2 separate regions of the Triticum aestivum genome follow, and region 1 is linked to region 2. The links are chromatin contacts, called in public Hi-C maps. All regions are on one chromosome and are shown on one strand. Each heading gives the region's core, a stretch centred on a gene start, on an enhancer-like site or on the middle of the called end of the contact. The rest is flanking DNA. Distances are from core to core; before and after follow the strand shown.

Evidence for each region. A called contact is a pair of places that touch in the nucleus more often than the background predicts.
Region 1: a Hi-C map of leaf shows a contact between it and region 2, with 9 times the contacts expected there. The contact joins the promoter of LOC123102511 here to the promoter of LOC123102508 in region 2. A contact is called at or near these places in 2 of 5 Hi-C or Micro-C datasets (both in leaf).

Annotation. Positions count from the first base shown.
Region 1 is chr5A:107,803,718-107,807,648 of IWGSC CS RefSeq v2.1, reverse strand. LOC123102511 (mitochondrial import receptor subunit TOM5 homolog) reads right to left here and starts at 1,727. Exons shown (of 2, transcript XM_044523895.1): 1 at 1,431-1,727. The coding sequence starts at 1,517. LOC123102510 reads left to right here and starts at 2,232. Exons shown (of 2, transcript XM_044523893.1): 1 at 2,232-2,489; 2 at 2,606-3,287. The coding sequence starts at 2,349. The coding sequence ends at 3,043. TRNAR-ACG (transfer RNA arginine (anticodon ACG)) reads right to left here and starts at 2,087; the gene lies at 2,015-2,087. TRNAR-ACG (transfer RNA arginine (anticodon ACG)) reads right to left here and starts at 1,828; the gene lies at 1,756-1,828.
Region 2 is chr5A:107,357,387-107,361,266 of IWGSC CS RefSeq v2.1, reverse strand. LOC123102508 (transcription initiation factor TFIID subunit 8) reads left to right here and starts at 1,939. Exons shown (of 2, transcript XM_044523891.1): 1 at 1,939-3,560. The coding sequence starts at 2,349. The coding sequence ends at 3,437. It overlaps LOC123102506 (asparagine synthetase domain-containing protein 1), which reads left to right. Exons shown (of 15, transcript XM_044523890.1): 11 at 294-469; 12 at 584-683; 13 at 764-880; 14 at 985-1,041; 15 at 1,280-1,639. The coding sequence ends at 1,387.

The DNA of each region.
Region 1 (3,931 bases), core at 478-2,977, 450 kb before region 2:
ATTGCCAGGCATGGTTTACCAAAATTGTAAGGATAAGTAACTGAAGTAAGTGATTCATAAGTAACTAAAGTAAGCGATTCATCAGCGAAGGAAACAAGGTTCGACTGACTAATACTACCAATTCTTTAAAATCCCATGATTTGTTGTCCTAGATCCTACATATATCCTATGAATTGCGATCATAGTGTGGAACCTTGAGAGGATCACATAGCAGAACACAAGGGGGAGCACAAATTCAAATCCTTTTGCACCTCAATAAACATGAAGGTTCCTCTTTTAGTCAAAAAATAACACATGGGACAATAAAATATAAAGGATCAACTACCAGACATAACTCAAAATACATCAGAATATCCATTAACCAACAGCAAAACTTCAATGTCAAGCATAACTTAAAGTTTGGGATTCACCAACAGAAAAACGTCGGTTCTCAGGCAGAAATTTAGAAGATCCACAAGATCACGCCAGGCATAATCTAACCATTAACCAACTTTTTTTCTGAGGGTAAGTAACTAAAGTAAGCAATTCGCCAGCAAAGGAACTAAGGTTGTCAACCTAGATTGACTGACCAATCCTACCAATTCTAGAACTGTCCTTCGATTCGTGATCCTAGATCCCACATTGAACCTATGAATTGTGATCATAGTGTGGAACAACCATGAGAGGACCGCACCCGTAGTTGTGCAGAACAAAGAGGGGAACACAGCCGAAGATAGAGGTGGATCTAGACACAGCCATAGTTGTGCAGAACCTAGAAAGTTAGAAGTTATATGAATTTACTAGTACGTAACAAACGCCACAAGTCAGTACTGACGACTAACGCCACATTATAGTCTCATCTTGCAGATAGCCAAGTACAGAAGGCTAAACCGATGGCATTAGCAAGCGAACGTAGCAAGTTAGAAGTTATATGAATTTACTAGTACGTCACAAACGCCACAAGACAGTACCGACAACCAACGCCACATTATAGTCTCATCTTGCAGATAGGCAAGTACAGAAGTCTAAATCGATAGCATTAGCAAGCGAAGCGTCTTAGCGGTACAGAGTCAGAATGCCTAAATCAACTTCATTGGCTTTTTTCCATGCCCTAATTGTGCCCCAAGCCTTGAGCAGCAGCATCACAATTCACAAGCAAAGCTGTTGAAGCACAACATAACAGAACCACACATGGCTTCACGATGTGCTAGCAAGTTCCTGGGTCATATACTACACATCAAAAGGGCGGCGAACAACCTAACCATCCAAATTCTAAACCGAATCTCTCACCCGTATCAGTTAGCAAAACAGACTACCATACTAGTAATCCCATATCTCAGCAATGACGCAAGAACAGGTTTTTCTTTTTGCGGGAAGCAAGAACAGGGTAATTAATAAGTAGGCGACGCATAAATAACTAGATCGAAGGGAGAGGAGGGAGAGGGGCTGACATAGTTGACCGCCCAGTTCTCCTCGTTGTTGCACTGCGAGTCCCAGAACGCCCTCATCTTCTCCAACGCCGCCTTCGCCGCCGCCATGTCCGCCCTTTGGATCTCCTCCCGCTCCCTCCGACGAGTTCTATCTGGTTAGGGTTTTTTTCTTCTTCGCGCGGCGGCCGGTTACGTGTTATGTTAAGGAGCCCACTTCTTCTCTATATCGGTCTGTTGGGCTTTGCACTCGAATTTTGTGTTGCGACTCCCCTGCAAAAAGATTAAAAAAAGAGAAAAAGGAGGAAGGGGAAAAAAAGGAGAATATAGGAAAAACAAAAAAAAAATCCGACTCCGCTGGGGATCGAACCCAGAATCTCTGGTTTCGTAGACCAGCGCCTTATCCATTGGGCCACGGAGTCAATTGATGGAATTTTTGGGCTTTGTTACTATATATTGGTTGGGCCGTACATAATAAAAGAGCAAAAAATGAAGTTTCGTAGACCAGCGCCTTATCCATTGGGCCACGGAGTCAATTGATGGAATTTTTGGGCTTTGTTACTATATATTGGTTGGGCCGTACATAATAAAAGAGCAAAAAATGAATACGACTCCGCTGGGGATCGAACCCAGAATCTCTGGTTTCGTAGACCAGCGCCTTATCCATTGGGCCACGGAGTCATTTGATGACATCATTTCGCCTAGCAGCTTACTAAACATTATTTCCGTGATTTAATAGTCATTCGTCGCCAACGTTGGATTTCGTAGCGCTGGAGAGATGCCACGTCTCCTGCTTGGATGGATCAGCCGAGACCGCACACACCAGCTACACCACTCCACCGAAGCGAAAGGGGACAAAGGTTTGCACGTCGCCAAGTCCTGAACCATTACCTAGCAGAGCAGGGATCCCATCGACGAGGCGAGGACAGAGGTGGATCAACAATGGCGTCGCTTCTTTCGCCGAACACCGTCGCTGCGACCACGGCGAGGCCGTCCGGCAGGAGGAGCCGCCTTACTCCCAGTGTCACCGCCATGGCAACCAAGGGCCCGAAGCCCAGCTCCGGCGGCACGAAAAGATCGTCGGTAAGCTAGCGCCTGCCGTTAATCCCTTGCGCTATCAATCTATTTCATGTCAGACTCCATGCGTGCGTGCGTGTAAGAACTTGCAATATACCGACGCGCGCGTGTGGCGCATGCAGGGCACTACCACGGTGTTCCCGGTGGGGAAGCCCGCGGGCCCGCCGCGGCCGGCGACGACGAAGGGGTCGGCGCCCGTGAAGCTGCTGACGAACGTGGAGAAGCTACGGCTGCTGACCAAGGCGGAGAAGGCGGGCCTGCTGTCCGCGGCGGAGCGCGCCGGGCTGTCGCTGTCGGCGGTCGAGCGCCTCGGGCTGCTGTCCAAGGCGGAGGAGCTCGGGGTGCTGTCGGCCGCCACCGACCCTGGCACCCCCGGCTCGCTGCAGGGCCTCGCGCTCCTGCTGCTGGCCGCCGGCCCCGCCGTCGTCTTCCTCGTCCCCGAGCAGTACCCCTGGGAGGTGGCGCTCCAGGCCGTCGCCGCCCTCGTCTGCGTCGCCGGGGGCTCCGCCGCGTTCGCCGCGTCCAGCTTCGTGTCCAGGCTCCAGGGCTCCTCCGGCTGATCTCGACGAACTCTGCTTGCTTCAGCATCGACCGAGTGTCAATTGCCGCGTTTGATTCTAGCACCAATGATCTTGCGTAGAGTTAATCTACTTCTGTAAAGATGGGCTGATATTTATACGATGCGCCATTCGGTTGCAATACTGCAGGTTTTTGTATTAAGGGGCGTTGTCGAACTTCTGATGGAAGCACTTCTGTCTTAATTTTTGGGTATCTTTATTAGTAAGCTTGCACGTGCTCGGGTAATGCTCTTCTCAAAGATACATCTAGTCCTATTCAAATGTATTCTCTCCGTTCCAAAATAGATGACTCAATTTTATACTAAAGTTAGTATAAGAAAATGACACATATACAAAGTCAAGGTAACATTCATCATATAGGCCCTAAACCATGTTTACAGGCACTTACTGTTAGATTGATCTCTTCCCGATCGAGCCTAACTATGACGTCCGGATAAATACTGTCAGATTGATCTCTTCCCGATCGAGTCCAACTGTGACGTCCGGATAATTAAGATACAGTAATCCCACGTTAACGATGCCACGTCACCTCGGTTATTGTTGCTAATCTCGCGTTAGTTCGAAACCGATTCAAATTCAAATTCAAATAAAAGTCAAAATTTAAAGTTTTCTTAATGTCAAAACTAAAATGTTAATTGTGTGGCCAATATTCCATAAACACTTATGGTGGTGAACCAACATATTTATAAAGTACTTAAATGCCTTAAAATAACTAAAAGAGGGACTAAAACAATTAATGAAATGCTTTTTGAATAATAATAATTGCAAAGTATTTTAATTAAATTCTAAAACTAAATGTGGCAGTGGCATAAATTACTAATGTTGAATTAGGGACTAGTATTATATTTTGTAGACCTAAAAATAAAAGAA
Region 2 (3,880 bases), core at 690-3,189:
TTATGTGTAAGAGGCTGCAGTAAGATCAGTGGTGGACTGATGGGAGTAGAAATCTGAACACCCTTTGGCATCCTTGAGACCACAGTTCACCATAGTTCCGTCATATGACACAATCGTCTTCATGTGTGTGCACCACGTACTGGACAATAGAAGATAATATTTAGCACTGCAGCTCTATTCATTCACACATATCTGTTTAATTTGAAAATATGATGGACTGTTGGTAAATCTTTACTATGCTCTTTTGCTCCTGTTAGATTTATTTGAGTTAAAATGCTGGATCTTTTGCACAGGATTTGAACATTGGTGTAGCCCTATGGTTAGCTGCTAGCGGGGATGGTTGGGTGAATGGGCAAGATGGTGATCGCTACAAACACAAGTCAACATCTAGAGTCCTTTTAGTCGGTTCTGGAGCTGATGAGCAGTGTGCTGGTTATGGTAGACATCGTACTAAATATAGAGTTGGAGGGTATGTATGCATTGATTTAGTGCACTGCATTGCTAAATAATGTGACTGTCGTTTGAGATATTTTTGCAGATATTGCAAAAACAAATTAAATTCATTTTTTGTACCCCTATTTAGATGGGTTTCACTGGACGAGGAAATGAGACTAGATGTGCAAAGAATTTGGAAAAGAAACATGGGAAGAGATGATAGGTGCATTTCTGACCATGGCAAGGAGGTAATCTTCGTCATGCTTTTTTAGTTCAGCTTTGGCTATAGGCTTTTAGTGGCTGATGTGTACCCATGTGCCCATGACAGGCTCGTTTTCCATTTCTTGATGAGAGTGTGATCAGAACATTGTTGGAAATCCCACTATGGGATATCGCTAAACTTGATGAGCCCGTGGGGAAGGGTGATAAGAAGATTCTGAGAGAGGTTTGCATTCCGTTTTTCTTAACTCTACCTATATTTAAGTTGTTACAGACTATGTTCTGATCTCCATCCCCTTTTGCTGATTCAATAATGTGACACTGTTGCAGGTTGCAAAGCTGCTGGGTCTACAAGAAGCTGCTTTTTTGCCAAAGCGAGCAATCCAGGTACATAATTTATAACCATTTGTTTCCTTCAGTAGAATAGTTGTAGTGTTGTGTGTTGATAAGTTACACTATTTGGATTGTACTCCCTCCGATCCATAATACTTGTCGCTCAAACGGATGTATCTAGACGTATTTCAATTCTAGATACATCCGGATGAGCGACAAGTAATATGGACCGTAGGGAGTTGTAGACAACAATATGTGTCCTCACTTACAATCCATCTGATGCTTTGTGCAGTTTGGTTCAAGAATAGCAAGGGAATCAAACCGCAAGAACTTTGGCAGCAACCGAGCCGCGAACCTGGCATCGGCAGGCAGCGTGGAGGTCCACAAGCGTAACCACTGACGGGGCAAACAGACCTAAATCGACATGCCAGATGCTGCATTGCCACATGTTCCCAGCGGCACAGATGCCGGTGATCGGTCCGGTTCTTCTGTTCAGTTCATCCTGTTATGGGTTGTAGTCATGTTGGCATGAAGCATGCCAATGCTTTATCACTGGCTGTTCAGCCATGAAAATTTTGTTCTTTCTCATACCGTCTTATTCATTGCAACCATGGATAACAGAACAGAGGAATCTAGTTTTTATTTTCCAGTTTATGTCTGTACTATTTTTATTTTTTTGAGGCAAATGTCTGTACTATTTTAGTGTTGTCCTTTGGCATATTTCACTTGTAACTGGGCCAGTTGGGCCGCCTTCCTCTGCGGAGGCCCGAGCAACAGAACCCCGTCGTGGAGAACACGGCGTCCACGCTGGAAAGAATCCACGAGGCGAAACCAACCGTCCATCGCCACGTGTCCCCGCCGAGCTCCGCGCACCCGGCTCGCGCACACGGGATTTCCACACGCCCTCCTCTATAAAGTCAAGCGGACGCGTTCTTCCCTTCTCCCCAAGGCCTTCGTCTCCACCTCCCCTCGCTTCCCCGCCCGCGTGCTCGGATCAGAGAGAGCCCCACCCAAACCCCCCGCGCGTGCTCCCCTCCCCAAACCCTAAATCCCCAACGGTCTCCTGCTTCCAAACCCACCCCGCTCCCGATTTCCCGCCCAATCCCCGCCCCCAGCCACCGCGTCGTCTCGCGCCGACCGAATTCGAATCCCGCCGGGGGCGCGAGCTCGAGGCGGGCGGTCGGGCGCGCAATTCCGGCGCGCGGCTGCGTCTAGCTCGCCCCGGCTCGCCCTGGATGGTGGCGCGGACGGCGTGGCCCGAGCAGAGATCTAACCCTAGCTCCGGATCTGGGACCGCCACGCCCGCCAGGTGCTCGACGGTATGACCGGTCGGGAGCGGCGGGAGGACAAGAGGGAGCAGTATGAGTGACCGCGCGGGCACCAGCGGCAGCGGCAGCGGCAGCGGGGACGAGTTCGGGAGGGCGGTGGCGCGGGCGGCGGTGGCGCAGGCGCTCGAGGCCGCGGGCTTCGACTGCACGCACCGCTCGGCCGTGGACGCGCTCGTCGACGTCCTCCTCCGCTACCTCACGCACCTCGGGAGGGCCGCGGCCTTCCACGCCAACCTCGCCGGCCGCGCGCTCGCCAACGAGTACGACATCATCCAGTCCCTCGAGGAAATCGGCACCGACTTTGATGGCTTCGCCGGGGCCGGCACCTCAGGCCGCTGCCTCGTTGGCTCAGGCGTCGTCAAGGACCTCATGGCGTTCGTCGACTCCAAGGACGAGGTGCCATTCACGCGTCCATTGCCCAAGTTCCCTATACCCCGCGCTCCGCAGCCCACGCCCAGCTTTGCTGTGGCTGAGAGGGAGACTGGGATGAGGCATGTTCCTGAGTGGCTACCGGCCTTCCCGGACCCACACACCTACGTCAGGACAGAGGTGTGGAGTGAGCAGGCGGCCAAGGACAGGGTGGACATGGTCGAACAGGTGCGGCAGCGGAGGAAGGCCGAGAAGTCGCTGCTCAGTTTGCAGCAACGATTGGCCCTTGCGGGCGCTGATGGGTTTCGGCCAGCGGTTTCTGAGGATAGTGCAGCCAAAGGGAAGGAGATACAACCGGCTGGGAGCAAGAGAAATCCTTTTCTTGAGCCTGCTTTGCCGCATGGAGACAAGGAGGTGTCAGAGGTTGATATCCCTTCTGAGCGGAAGAAACTTTCTGTCCTTGATGCATTTGCACCAGCAATTCAGGGTGCAAATGCTATGGAGCTTGATTCTGGGACAGGTTGGGACCAGAATCAGAACCAAAAGAGCATTGTTCCAAAGGTGAGGGCACCAGTGCACCTGAAGATTGGAGTAAACAAGAAGCCCCTGGCAGTGGCCCTCAATTCAAATTCCATGGATCTGAGGGAGGACCCGTCGTTTTTGAAGGAGGAACAAAAGGATGACCGGAAGCGGAGGGCTGGGATGATATTGAGGGCATCAATGGATAACCCACAGGAACTGCCCCAGATTTAATATGGTTGGTGGAAGAAGTGCAGTGCCCAGAATGGAGTTGCATTATGGCGAGCTGGAGTGTGGGAGAAGGGATCTATGATCATTTCAGTTTGACGGTGGATCTCCAATTTGTGGACTCTTGAGGTATGTTGAAATGTTTCACTTGTGATAATTGCTGCTGGCTATCAGTTCCTTACTTGCTTGGGAGTTTCATTTAAACTGAACATAATCAAATGAGATTGAGCCCACACCAGTTTGTTCTAGGCAATGCAGCGCACGTCTGTTGTGGTTACCTGAAAGTCAGACAAGGATACCCAACTGTAGTAAATAATCTTATGTAGACTTTGCACTACATGTCGTATGGTAGAAACTTTAGATTGGGAGTTTTATGTGTTGATATGCGTCACAGCCTGCTTTTAAACTAAGGGCGCCTGGATTATTGTGCCCTAATGTTTGTCAGCGAT